4 separate regions of the Mus musculus genome follow, and regions 2, 3 and 4 are each linked to region 1. Evidence: chromatin contacts called from public HiChIP or PLAC-seq and promoter capture Hi-C data. All regions are on one chromosome and are shown on one strand. The core of a region is the stretch at or near the end of the contact, and the rest is flanking DNA. Distances in the headings are between cores, read along the strand shown.

Region 1 (2,937 bases), core at 160-2,659:
ATTGAACAAGTGCTTTCTCAGGTAAAAGTGTGGTCTGCCTCAGCCCTCTGTCCTCTCTTGAGAGATGTAAATTTCTTTTAAGAAAGCTCTGCTTTTCGTGGGTAGTGGTGGTGCATGCCTTTAATCTGGGGAGGCCGAGCAGGACAGATCTGTGAGTTCGAGGCCAGCCTGGTCTACAGAGTGAGTTCCACGTCAGGCAGGGGCTATAAAGAAACCGGGTCTTGAAGGCCAAAAAAACAAACAAACAAACAACAATAACAAAAACAAAATGGGGGGGCGGAGGAGGAGAAAGAAAGTTCTGCTTCTCAAACCATGAGTCTCACAGAACAAACTGAAACACACCACGGGGTGGCAGGTTATCTCCTACTACAATTTTCGGTTGGTGTGCCCAAAGCCAACACCACCTAAGTCAGTTCTCTAGTGCTGCTCAGGAAACTGAGAAGCCTGGACTAGAGGCAGCCTTGCACAAGTAAGCGGCCAGCGGCACCGCCTCTCCTTTCCACCAGCTAGAGGACCCTTCCCGTGCCTCCCCCCCTGGAAACTGCGAAGCCCGGACTAGAGGCAGCCTTGCACAAGTGAGCGGCCAGCGGCACCGCCTCTCCTTTCCACCAGCTAGAGGACCCTTCCCGTGCCTCCCCTCCACCCCCCGCCCGGGCTAGACTAAGAAAAAAGCAGATGGGTTTGGGCTAGCCCATTGCGAGCGAGCGCACCTCTCGCTGCAGCTTCGGGGACAGGGGAGGCTCCCGGCTTTGACCTAGGTAAGATCAGCGCCCTGGGCACAGACGCCTGGCACGAAAAAGTTCTGGCTTCAGTTGGTGAGGGCAGACATCTGGCTCGCAAAAGTTCTGCTGCAGTTGGTGAGAGCAGATTCCGGGGCGGAGCCTGGGACCGCTTTACGCGAGGACACGGGGTTGTGTAGGTTGGGGGTCCCCGACCTTCCTGGGTGTTGCTGGGGAGCAGGGCCGACCTAGCGCTGTCCGCAACCCGAGAGTTAATGGGGTCGGAGACTCAGGGCCAGGCTGGACCGGCTGCCTGCAGTGAAACCGAAACTTGGAACATGAAGGAAGTGGCCGCTGGGCGCCGGCGCATCAGGACGCAGGCACCATTCAGGGACTGTGACCACAGGGGCCATGAGCCGCCGGCCCACTCTTCCCTAGCAGGACCGGCACCCAATGAAACAGCATCCAGAGCTCCGCATGTCGCCCCGTGGACCCTTGGCCCGAAACACCCGCGCCCTGCCCAACGGGACCTTGCACCCCGGTCCCTGCGCGTCCCTGAGACCCACATCCCGCACCCTAGGCCTCGCGTCACTGCCCCTGGACTTGCATCCCGCTCCTAGCCCAGCACCAGATCCTGGAACCCCGAAGCCCCTCGCTCGCACCTGCAGTGCCCATGCGCCCGCGCGGACTGGCGCGCTTCGATGAGGGGTCACGGGGCCGGCGCCGCCCCTCCGCCTCCTTGGCGCACAGCCTTGCTGGAATTCCCCGCCTGGTGGCGCCGGCCTAGCTCGCTTGTCCAGAGCGACTACAGCCGCTGCGTGCCCACGGCCTTCGAAATCTCACTGGCTCTTGCACCAGGGTTGCACATTCTCCCCCAACCAGGACGGACCGCCCTGAATGGGTGACCATTGATAGGTTCAAACCTCTAGCCCCAGACATCCAGCACCTTGGACAGTATCCAGGATTTAGCCAAGCTGAAGCCACCCACAGAAGGACCTGGAGGACAGCAAGAGTGTTCACCTACAGGTTGCGTGCATGCAAAGTAGAGTGATGGCAAAGAAGTGATGGCAACCCATCACATCGAAGTCCACCAAAAGCCGCTAGCAGTAGTCATTGCTAGTGGACGGCCACACTGTGTGCTTGCACTTTCTCATCTGTGAGTCTCAGTCATGTCCTTTGCCCCCAAAGCTTTTTAACTAAGTATTAGCAAGTGTGGGGAGACCAAGCACTCAAATATCTTGAGCCTATGGGAGCCATTCTTGTTTAAAGTACCACAGTATCTGAGGATGGCCCTGGACTTCTGATCCTCCTACCTGTGTCTTTTTGTTTGGTTGGTTGGTTGGTTTGGGTTTGATTTGGTTTGGTTTTTTGAGACAGGGTTTCTCTGGCTGTCCTGGAACTCACTTTGTAGACCAGGCTGGCCTCGAACTCAGAAATCTGCCTACCTCTGCCTCCCGAGTGCTGGGATTAAGGGTGTGCGCCACCACGCCCGACTTCCTGCCTGTGTTTTAAGGGCTGGGGCTACATGTGCATACCACCATGGCTGGTCTTATGTTGGAATGGAACCCAGGGCTTCTGGATGCTCAGCAAGCACTGTACCAACTGATCTCGGTTCCCAAACCTCCATGCAGCTCTCTCAAAGTCTTCCTCCTATGCACCTCGGGGCCAGACCCTCATCTTCCCAGATTTTTAAAGTTTTTTTTTTAATTGCACTTATTTATGTTGTTGTATTAGAGCCACAGCATGCAAGTGGAGCTCCAAAGACAGTCTTCTGGAACCGCCTGTGGCTTAGTTTGTTCCTTATGGTCATTCTTTACACTTAATGGGTTCCCTCCCTCCTCTGGGGGTGGTGGGGTTGAGTGAGAATGGCTTCCATGGGCTGATATGTCCAAATACTTGGTCCCCTGTTGATTGAACTGTTTGGGAAGAAGTAGGAGGTGTGGCCTTTTCCACAGGAGGTTTGTCACTGGGGGCAGCTTTGAGGTTTTAAAAGCCCATTCCACGCCCAGTATACTCTCTGCTTTCAGATCCAGATGTGAGCTCTCAGCCACAGGCTCTGTGCCCTGCCTCTATCATAATAAACTTAAGCCCTCTGAACCTATATGCCCAATCAAACCATCTCTTTAATAAGTTGCCTTAGTCATGGTGTTCCATCATAGCAACAGAAAAGTAGCTAAGAGATTCTCAGCCACTCATCAGCACCTGGAGAAAGGAGTCA
Region 2 (2,937 bases), core at 267-2,766, 1.6 Mb before region 1:
AGAGCATTGATCCTGCCTGGGGCCTCTTCCGTGCACTGCCTCCTTCTGACCATCGAGTAAGTAAAACGCAGCAAGAACTTTGGTCACTTTATCAGCTGACTGTCCTGTATACAAGTAATAAGAAGGGTGTGCAGAGCCCTAGGCACGCAGCAGCTCACACCCTCGGCTCTCTATTCCAGACAGAGCAGGTGCTCCCAGAGGGAAGACCGCTAGGCAAAGATCAGGCCCGAGGTTGGTAAGAGAGAGGTTAGGCCAGATACCAGGTTTGCTGTTTTCAGTTCAATATAGGGGCTTCTCAGATGAAGTTAGGTATTGTTCATCAACAGAAAAAAAATTATACTTGAATTCTGTCAGTAAGATTATTTTTACTAGTTTGGCCGCATCTGGCTCTGACTCCTGGACTAAAAAGCTAGGCAGTTCCCATACCTGCCGCTCAGTGACCACTGGTTTCAGTTTGCCTTGTGGTGTCTTCTGTCTCCGGCTGTGTAATGCTCCCCAACCTGACTGCCAACTGTGTGCAGGCAGGCACTGCAGGACCACCAAAAGGAAGGGTGGTGGAGCTGGGAGACTAGAAGACATGTCAGCTCCACGTGCTTCTGCAGGGCTGCTGAGTTGTCATGCAGCGTGATACCCTGTGCAGATGCTACGGGTGCTAGCTGACCAAATAGAAGCATTACACTCATCTGTGACTCTCGTGTTTCTGGCTGGGTGAGAGTGGGCCTAGAAAAGCATCTATTTGGAAGGTTGTCCCCTCCTGGTTAGGGGGCACCTCCTGTGTGGTAGCTCCTCCAGAGTCCCTCCTCAGTGGTCAGAATGGACAGCCAAGTCTTGGAAGCTGGCCGTCAGCCTGAACTTCAGAATTCATGTTTGTGTTTGCCAGGGGAACATGCAGATCCAATGCAGACCAGATAAAAATGTTGACTCTCTCTCCAGGCAGACAGCCCTGGAGAGCGATCAGAGTCTGAGACATACCCTCTACACCCTCAGTGAACTCAACACTGACCTTCCTGCCCACAGTGGGTCCCAGGAAGACCTCTTTTCTTCCACCCTTGTGTGCAAGAAGCTGGCAGGCAGCAGCAGGCACGTTTTGCACCATTCAAAGCCCACAACTGGTGATTCCTACAAAAGCTAACTGTCTACCTGTGATCTCAGAGCTAGGCCTGGACCGCCCTCTCTGCCCTTTTCCCCTATCTGTAAAGGGCCTTTCCCGGGGTCTACAAAAGGAACTGCTATTCGGCTTCTCTCTGCCTGTTTAGGGGCAGGGTCGCTATAGCCCAGGCTGGTCTCGAACTCCCAAGGGCTGGAACTACAGGCATTTCTTACCACACATGGCTTAGCTTCCTCGGACTTCTATTGGAGACAAATGGGAAGACCAAAGAGACCAGCTGGAGTCATCCTGCGGGAACGGTGGACACTGGGACAGAGAAACAGGCCTGGTTGCGACTGCGCAATCCATCAAGTAGCCAAGCCCCGCCCCCGAGCACGGTGGCCCCGCCCCCTTGGGTTGCTAGGGGAAGTGACGTCACAGCGCGATGGCGGCGGCTCCTTTAGGCAGCTGAAGGGGGATTTAGGCCCGGAAGATCCGAGTCCATCCGCGGCGGGGAGAGGGCGAGCGGGGCCGGCAAGGGCCGGAGCAGCGGCGGCGGCGCTCGGACTGTCCCATCCGCCCCGTATTGAGGCGCTGAGAGCGACGGGGCGACCGGAAAGCGATGGTGAAAGCGGGGCCGTGAGGGGGGCGGAGTCGGACCGGACCCGCAGTAGCGGCAGCAGCGGCGCCGCCTCCCGGAGCGCAGACCCAGGAAGCGGCCGGGCGGGCAGTAGCGAGCCGCACCGCTGCCATGGAGCTGAGGGTCGGGAACAGGTACCGACTGGGCCGCAAGATCGGCAGCGGCTCCTTCGGAGACATCTATCTCGGTGAGGCCCGGCGCCATCGAGCGCCCGGGGGCCTTGCGGATCGGCGGGCGGGGTCCCCGGCAGGCCGAGGCCTGCGGAGGGCCGGAGTGGACGTTCGGCATCCCCGCAGCCGAGGGCCCGGGCACCGGCCTCGGCCAGACACCAACGGCCGCTGTGCGAGCGCGGCCGGGGGGCTGGGCGCGGCGCGGCGGGTCGGGGTGGGGTGCGGGGAAGGGCTGGAAGGACAGGCCGGTCTTGGGGACTGCAGGCCGGGGGGCAGAGCTCGGAGCGTGTCTGGGGATGGTCGGGGACCCGGGAGAGGAAGAAGGAGGCCTAGAGGCGGGGGCCAGCGGGCCTCGGTGGTGGGGTGTCAGAGGGCGTGGGAAAAGGACTGGGGGCGGGGGCCGGGGGGGGACAGCGGGGAGGGGGAGGGGAGAGCGGGGCAGGGGAGGGCAGCAGGCTGGGGGTGGGGCCCGGAGGGGGCAGGGCCTGGGCCGGGCGTCAGCATCCTCCCCCACCTAAGGTCACCGCAGTAAACAAAGGCCATGCTCTGCTCCGCCAAGGGTCTGGTGCTGTTCCTCAGCTCTGCAGTGGCGTCCTGGATGTTTTCATGTGTGGGGGAGAAATGTCAAAATAAGCCAGATGTAGTGTGGAGGTGGGGAGTGTCCCGGTCAGAAATGGGGGAAACGACCGGCTGATTTCTGAGGGTTCTTGGAGCAGTCTGGGCCTGCTCTTTTCCACAATGGCATCTCCACTTAGCTGACCCGCTAAAGGGATCACCCATAGCCTCCTGGCTGCCACTCTCCTCCAAATCAGGACTGAAAATGTTCCCTGTGCCTGGCCTGAAAGGCCTTGGTTTGGTTGGGGTCTTGAGGATATGTTGAGCATCTAAGTTGACTACTGGACACCCGGAAATCAACAGGAATGAAGTTTTGATGAATGCAGATGCATTCAATGTCGAGATGTAGGCAGAACAGAGGGGAGAGAAGTGGTGTGGAAGGAAGTTCTCATGATGGCTCTCAGAATTCTCAAGGTAGACATGAG
Region 3 (2,937 bases), core at 129-2,628, 1.2 Mb before region 1:
CACACACGGGCATAGCTTGAGTATATAAGACCTCAAAGCCTGTCCCCACAGAGACAATCGTCTTCCAACAAGACCACACCTCCTAATAGTGCCATTCCCTATGGGCCAAGCATTTAGACACGGCATTTAGAATTCATGCAGGCCATTTCTATTCAAACCACCACAAGGCATAAGGAGTAATTCTCTGTATTCTGAGACTCTGGCTACAGCCAGTGAAAGATAAAAGCTCCCCCCCCCCCACTCCCCAAAGAAATACAATGTAAAGAATTACTTTTTGAGGCTGGGTGTGGTGGCACATGTTTTTAATCCCAGCACTAGAGAGGCAGAGGCAGTCGGATCTCTGAGAGTTTGGGGCCAGCCTGGTCTAAACCTTGTCTCAAGAAACCAAATTTGACACAAAGGACACACACAGGCCCCCTCCAGCCTGCTTACCCCCTTTTCCTTGTCACCTATGTTACAGAACGAGTCACCTTTTCACGATTCCCAGAGAAGACAGGGTCAAATAGAACGTTCAGAACCTCGAAATGAAAACTTGATCCCTCCTACTTTCCTTCTTTTTTACTTTTTCAACAGCAGCGAGAAGTCTCACAGAAAAAGTAGCAGCAGAATGCACCCAAAGTAGTTTCAAATGCGGCAGAGAAGGGTTGGGCAAAGTGCACAACTCCTACAGTGCACGCACACTACCCGAAGAGATGGTCCACGGCCGCAGGTGAAGCCCCTAGCACCCTCCGGAGATTAGAATCATTAGTGAGCGTCCTCCAAGCCTTCGTGTCATCGTGGATAGTTTGGGGATCTGAGCTGGGGTTGGGGCTGTGCCCCTCAACAGCCGTGTCCTTTTCAGACTGCTGACCCATTTAGAATGAGGACGTCGCAGCAGAACGGGGTAAGGAACTAAATCACTGTGTCACACCTTCAAAACAGCAAATAGGTTCCCGCGTGGTGACGCTCATCTGTGAGTTCCGCTTTCAGGGGGCCGAGGCAGGAGCATCTCAGGGAATTGAAATCCAGTCTGCTCGCTGTACAGTGAAACTATGCATCCAAGTGAAGAAAATCAAACAAACCTCCCATAGACCTCGGTCTGAGTTGGTGTGGAGATCGGGAGGGAGCTAGAGGCATCCGAGTTGGGGCCACTCCGTAGAACCTGTCTCTGCAGGAGCACGGTCAACCCGGCGAGCGCCGGGACGACTCCCGCGAGACATTGCCAGGGCGCGGCGGGCGTTGCCAAGGGCAACGGCGCGGGGCTGCGCAGGCGTGATGGGGGCGCGCTCGCCTTGCTGCCGCCTCGCCTTTCCCTTTAAGCTTAGGCCAGCCGCGTCGCCGCTTCATGAATGGAACCCACGTGACCAAACATCATGTGACGTCTGAGGAGCGGCGGCGGCGGCGGATTCTGAGCCCGGTCCGGCCCGGCCTTCCCAGCGCGCTTGGCCCGGCCCGCGCAGGCGGCCAGTCCTCCTAAGCCCCCGGCCCGGACCCTTCGCGCCCGCCCCAGCCCCGCGCAGCCCCGGAGCGCGCGCGCGCGGCCCCGCCCCAGCCCCGCCTTGGCCCGCCCGGGCCCGCAGTGTGGTGAGTGCGCGGGGCTGGGGCGGGCGGCGGGGCCTGGCCTCGGGGTTGCGGCGCACCCGACGGCAGCGCGTGCCTTGGTTTCCCCGCCAGCCGGCTGTTCGCCTGTGTCCCCCTAGAGCCGGCGGACCGGGCGACCGCGAGGCTGGGGACGGGCGTGCGCGCGGCGGCGGACCCCGGGTGCCCTGCGGGGGGCGCGATTTAAGGGCGAGCTGCGCGCGTCTGCCCGGGTCAGCGGGGTGGCCGCACCGAGCTGCTGACTCATCAGGTGTCCGTCGGCTTCCGCGCGGGCGGGGTCGCGCGCGGGCCCACAGGGGAGGCGGCGGGGAGACCCTGCTGCGCGGCTTGGGCTCGCCACGCGGGTGCGAGCCCAGCGGAGACGTGCTGAGTCATCAGCATGAGGTCACTCGGTGCTCCTGCTGACGCTGGGCCAGGGCGGGGGGCCGGGGCCCGCTATCGGCCGGTCTAGTCGGGAGACAGGGCTCGATCCGGGTGGTGAAGGTCGGGCCGGGATCCGGGGTCGTGTTTAAGTTTGACAGACCTGTGAGTTGGAGGCAAAGGCTCCGAAGGAGGCATTGCAGGGGCGCGCCGCAGGTTTCTCCCGGGGTGGAAGGTAAAGCCCCGGGCGTGCGCATCCTTGCCTGGTTCTTGGGCTCCTGGCCCGGGTCCCACAACTGGGGCAGTTCCCCAAACCCGGAGACCGATCGGTGTACGCTGAGGGGAGGAGCTTAGGTGGGCCGAGCCAGCTCGTCTGGGAAGCAAGCTTTCCTTCTCTGTGACCCTGAATGGCCAGGCTTCGTCGGTCCTAGATGGGGAAGACCGGGAGGCAGGGGGAGAAGGGTCTGTGGCTTGAAAGAAGCTGGGGCAGCTCTAACCAGCTAAGGAGAGCAGAGTGTGGATCTAGGCAGCTGGTGAGAGTTTTTGAGGTGCAACCATGGAGTAGAAGATGTAGTTTTATTTATCCCAATGTTATTCCTTTCAGAAGAGTTTGGGGTCCCACTGTTGCCTGGAGTTACCAAAAAGTGTGTGTGCCCTGTTGGGTGTCTGGAGACTCTTGGGAGGTGACAGTTTTGTGGGGTGTGGCTGAATGGCTGTTTACTGACTTATCTGTCGTGAAGGTTCTTGAACTCCATCCTACTGCTTTCCTTGCCCAGGGATTCATGTCTAGACTGTGCTTACCTTGTGGTTTGTGCTAAGGGATGTCCCCTTAACCCTGAGCCCTGAGGCTGCTCATAGGTGCAGTGTTTTTTTCATTTGGTGTGGAACTTGCCCTATGAAACTTCAAGGTTCCAGAAAATTGTTAAACTCCGGAGGCACTGTGCTTCAGTGAACTTAATGTTTTCCGTTCTCTTCAAACAATGTCAGTACCTGAAGGAG
Region 4 (2,937 bases), core at 134-2,633, 1.2 Mb before region 1:
GCCAAGCTGCTGCTAGATTAGGTACTCTTCCAGGGCAAATTCATTCATAGCTCTCCTAGGCCTGCAAAGTCATCCCGTATATACTCGAAGGTTTCCCAGTGAGCTCCGACCAGGATCTGACTCCCTCTCTGCCTACACTGAATGGGTTGGGGCACAAAGGACTTGGTCTTCAAGGGAAGAAACTCACACTAGATAAGAGGAGTTTCTAGTAGGAAAGGTAATACATGCATGTCCTTATTGACAACGTTGCTAAAGAAGCTACTGCCAGGCAGTGATGGCACACATCTTTGATGCCAGCACTCTGAGGAGGCAGAGGTAAATGGATCTCTGAGTCCAAGGCCAGGTTGGTGTCTATCGAGTTCCAGGGCTATACAGGAAAACACTGTCTTGAAAAACTAAAAACAATTAAAAAAAAAAAAACTATCAAAATACAAAACCATATGCCATATTTCTTGTTTTTTATCCATTTCTGAGAGCAGTGTAGTACTAGTCAATCTATATACTTAATATTTGGGTGTTTGCCTTTTCTAATGACCCTTGACAATCAGGATAGTTTTCGTAGTGGGAAGTGAAAAAAGAAGATGCTTCTAGGAGTGAGCTCCCGGGCTGGGCGTGGAGAGCAGGTCGGTTGACAGCCGGGGAGCAGTAAAGAAAGAGAAAGATGGACCGAACACGGACAGGGACTGCTCACAGCTGTAACTACAGCACCCAGTGGGCCGGTGCAGATCTTTTAAGTATTTCCTCGGGTTCCAGGCCAGCCTGTGTACAATGAGTTCCAAGTCACTAAGGGATAGAGACACAAAGTAGAAGATGATTCTGGAAAAGGAAGTCCAACCGAGACAAAATGTGACTCTCGTACGTAATGGAAAGGCTGATTCACAGAAGCCAAACCTTTTTATTATTCAGCCCAACGAACTCAAGAGCCATTTCAACATGTGGTCAGTATAAAGCGGACGGCACGGACTGCTTTCTCCACTTCCCCAGCAGCTTCCGCAGAGGTCTCGGGCACCGAATTCCGAATGGTGGACAGGAGCCTCGGACGACCACGGGGCGCCCGAGAAACGTGCCCGCGGCGTGGGGACACGCCTGGCAGCTACCGCAGCCGAGAAAAGCACAGAACACCGACCCCGAAACTAGGGTCCGTCACCCAAGACCTGGGCAGGGACCGCACGAGCCGCACGCGCACCGGAAGTGGCGTCCCTGGCTTCCTTGAGGAGACTTGGGGGCGGTGCCAGTACGGAAACGCGGTCCAGTCAGAATGCAACACGAGGGGCTTCGGAGGCGCAAGCGTAGCCCCGCCCAGGGGTCCGGGACTCCGCCCACTGCCACGTTCGACGGAGAATCGGGCTGGGTACGCGCATCTCTCCACCAATCAGGAGCCACGAGGCCGGGCAGCGGAAAGCCGCAGCCATTCCAGACGTGTGGAAGGCGTGGGAAAAGTCGCCAGTCAGAAGTCCAGAAAGAGAAAGTTGGCTTTCGCCAGCGAATCAGACGCTGGGGGACATTGGGTTTGTGCGCGCGCGCGCGCGCCGTGGCCAATCCCAGGCAAGAACCGAAAGGCCTCCGGGTCTTTGTCGACTTGGTGGCCCAGCCTTGAGTGGGTGTCCAGTCCCCGCACGGCGAGGGCGGGTCTCTCAGCTCCTTGGCCAATCGGAGGGCGCGGCGGGGCGCATGCGCACGGCGGCTGACGCGCGCAGCGAGGGGGAGGCGTGGGCGCGTCCCCGGCCCAGGATTTATAAAGGCGAGGTCTGGACCGACGCGCGCTCTCGTCGCCTTGGCTGTCCCGGCGGCGCCAACCCAACTGCCCCGCCCGCTGCAGACGTCCGACATGCTGAGCCGTGCTTTGCTGTGCCTAGCCCTGGCCTGGGCGGCTAGGGTGGGCGCCGACGCCCTGGAGGAGGAGGACAACGTCCTGGTGTTGAAGAAGAGCAACTTCGAGGAGGCGCTGGCGGCGCACAAGTACCTGCTGGTGGAGTTCTGTGAGTGCGCCGTGGGCCTGGGCGGGGGGGGAAGGGCCCCTTGTCCACGGACTCCTCCGGGCCGCCCTCTGCGGCACCCAGCACTGTCCTGCGCGGCCGGCCCCTCTTGAGTACGGTGGCCCGTAGCCCTCAGCTTGCCCCACGGAACACGGACTGGCCGGTCCAGAGCTGCACCTCGCGGGTAGCACCTACTGTAAGCTTCTCTGCTTCCAGTTGTCCCAAGAGCATCCTTCCTACCCAAAGTAGAAGTCGTTGTAGTCAGAGCTCATTGAGGGGGACTGCGGGATTGAGAATCAAGAAGGTATCTTTGTGCACGACGTCCACATGGCCAGAACCTTCTGTTAGCTGGGAAAAACAGAGTGGGCTGTGTGAGCAGTTAGCAGTTCCGATAGAGTAGATCAAACGCTCTTTACTATGCCCACCCTACCTGTAACTTGCCGTATACCGGGAAGCAAGCCAGATCTAAGCCTTTACTTCTGCTTACAAGTGTGTGAGCTCCAACACAGCTGCCAGGTTGCCTTGACAGATTGTCACATTCCCATAGTAGAAAGAACAGCTTTGGATAGGCATCTGGACACGTACTTGCTACATATAGTGCTGGCCCAGCAACCTTTTAACTTTTCCTAGATTCTGAGTGGTAAACCCCAGGTATACACTGACCCTGATTGCTGGGGGCAGTACGAAGTTACAAGTCAAGGATGATTTTACAGTGCTGGTGGTCACAGGGCAAAGTAGGGATTGGGGTTGGTTTGTCACTCGTGGCCTCTGTCCTCATATTGCCCAAGAGCACCAGCTATCAGTGCAGTCTCTTGACTGCATTAAGAGGGGTTATCTTGGTATGCTGATAAGGTTTTTATGAAAGGAAGTACAAAGGGAAGAAATAGACCTGGATAGAGGACTACCTTCCAATGTCCTGGTTTCTTTTACAGATGCCCCGTGGTGTGGCCACTGCAAAGCT

What was found. Promoter capture Hi-C pulls out the DNA fragments that hold promoters and counts their contacts. HiChIP or PLAC-seq counts read pairs in DNA pulled down with a chosen protein or histone mark.
Region 2: a promoter capture Hi-C map of pre-B cells shows a contact between it and region 1, with 5 times the contacts expected there. The contact joins the promoter of Csnk1d here to the promoter of Rnf213 in region 1. A contact is called at or near these places in 1 of 39 promoter capture datasets (pre-B cells) and 1 of 115 datasets of contacts at active chromatin or transcription factors (pancreatic cancer cells).
Region 3: a promoter capture Hi-C map of pre-B cells shows a contact between it and region 1, with 4 times the contacts expected there. The contact joins the promoter of Mafg here to the promoter of Rnf213 in region 1. A contact is called at or near these places in 1 of 39 promoter capture datasets (pre-B cells) and 1 of 115 datasets of contacts at active chromatin or transcription factors (pancreatic cancer cells).
Region 4: a contact with region 1 is called in an H3K27ac HiChIP or PLAC-seq map of bone marrow-derived dendritic cells, with 4 times the contacts expected there. The contact joins the promoter of P4hb here to the promoter of Rnf213 in region 1.

The regions. Positions count from the first base shown.
Region 1 is chr11:119,388,571-119,391,507 of GRCm38.p6, reverse strand. It overlaps Rnf213 (ring finger protein 213), which reads right to left and starts at 1,409. Exons shown (of 68, transcript NM_001040005.3): 1 at 1,382-1,409. Mir1932 (microRNA 1932) reads right to left here and starts at 1,036; the gene lies at 947-1,036.
Region 2 is chr11:120,989,912-120,992,848 of GRCm38.p6, reverse strand. Csnk1d (casein kinase 1, delta) reads left to right here and starts at 1,516. Exons shown (of 10, transcript NM_027874.2): 1 at 1,516-1,914. The coding sequence starts at 1,839. LOC115486436 (a long non-coding RNA gene) reads right to left here and starts at 1,485. Exons shown (of 2, transcript XR_003949839.1): 1 at 1-1,485.
Region 3 is chr11:120,631,988-120,634,924 of GRCm38.p6, reverse strand. It overlaps Mafg (v-maf musculoaponeurotic fibrosarcoma oncogene family, protein G (avian)), which reads left to right and starts at 1,378. Exons shown (of 3, transcript NM_010756.3): 1 at 1,378-1,563. It overlaps Gm17586 (predicted gene, 17586), which reads right to left and starts at 1,175. Exons shown (of 3, transcript NR_165823.1): 1 at 433-1,175.
Region 4 is chr11:120,571,699-120,574,635 of GRCm38.p6, reverse strand. P4hb (prolyl 4-hydroxylase, beta polypeptide) reads left to right here and starts at 1,383. Exons shown (of 11, transcript NM_011032.3): 1 at 1,383-1,979; 2 at 2,909-2,937. The coding sequence starts at 1,829.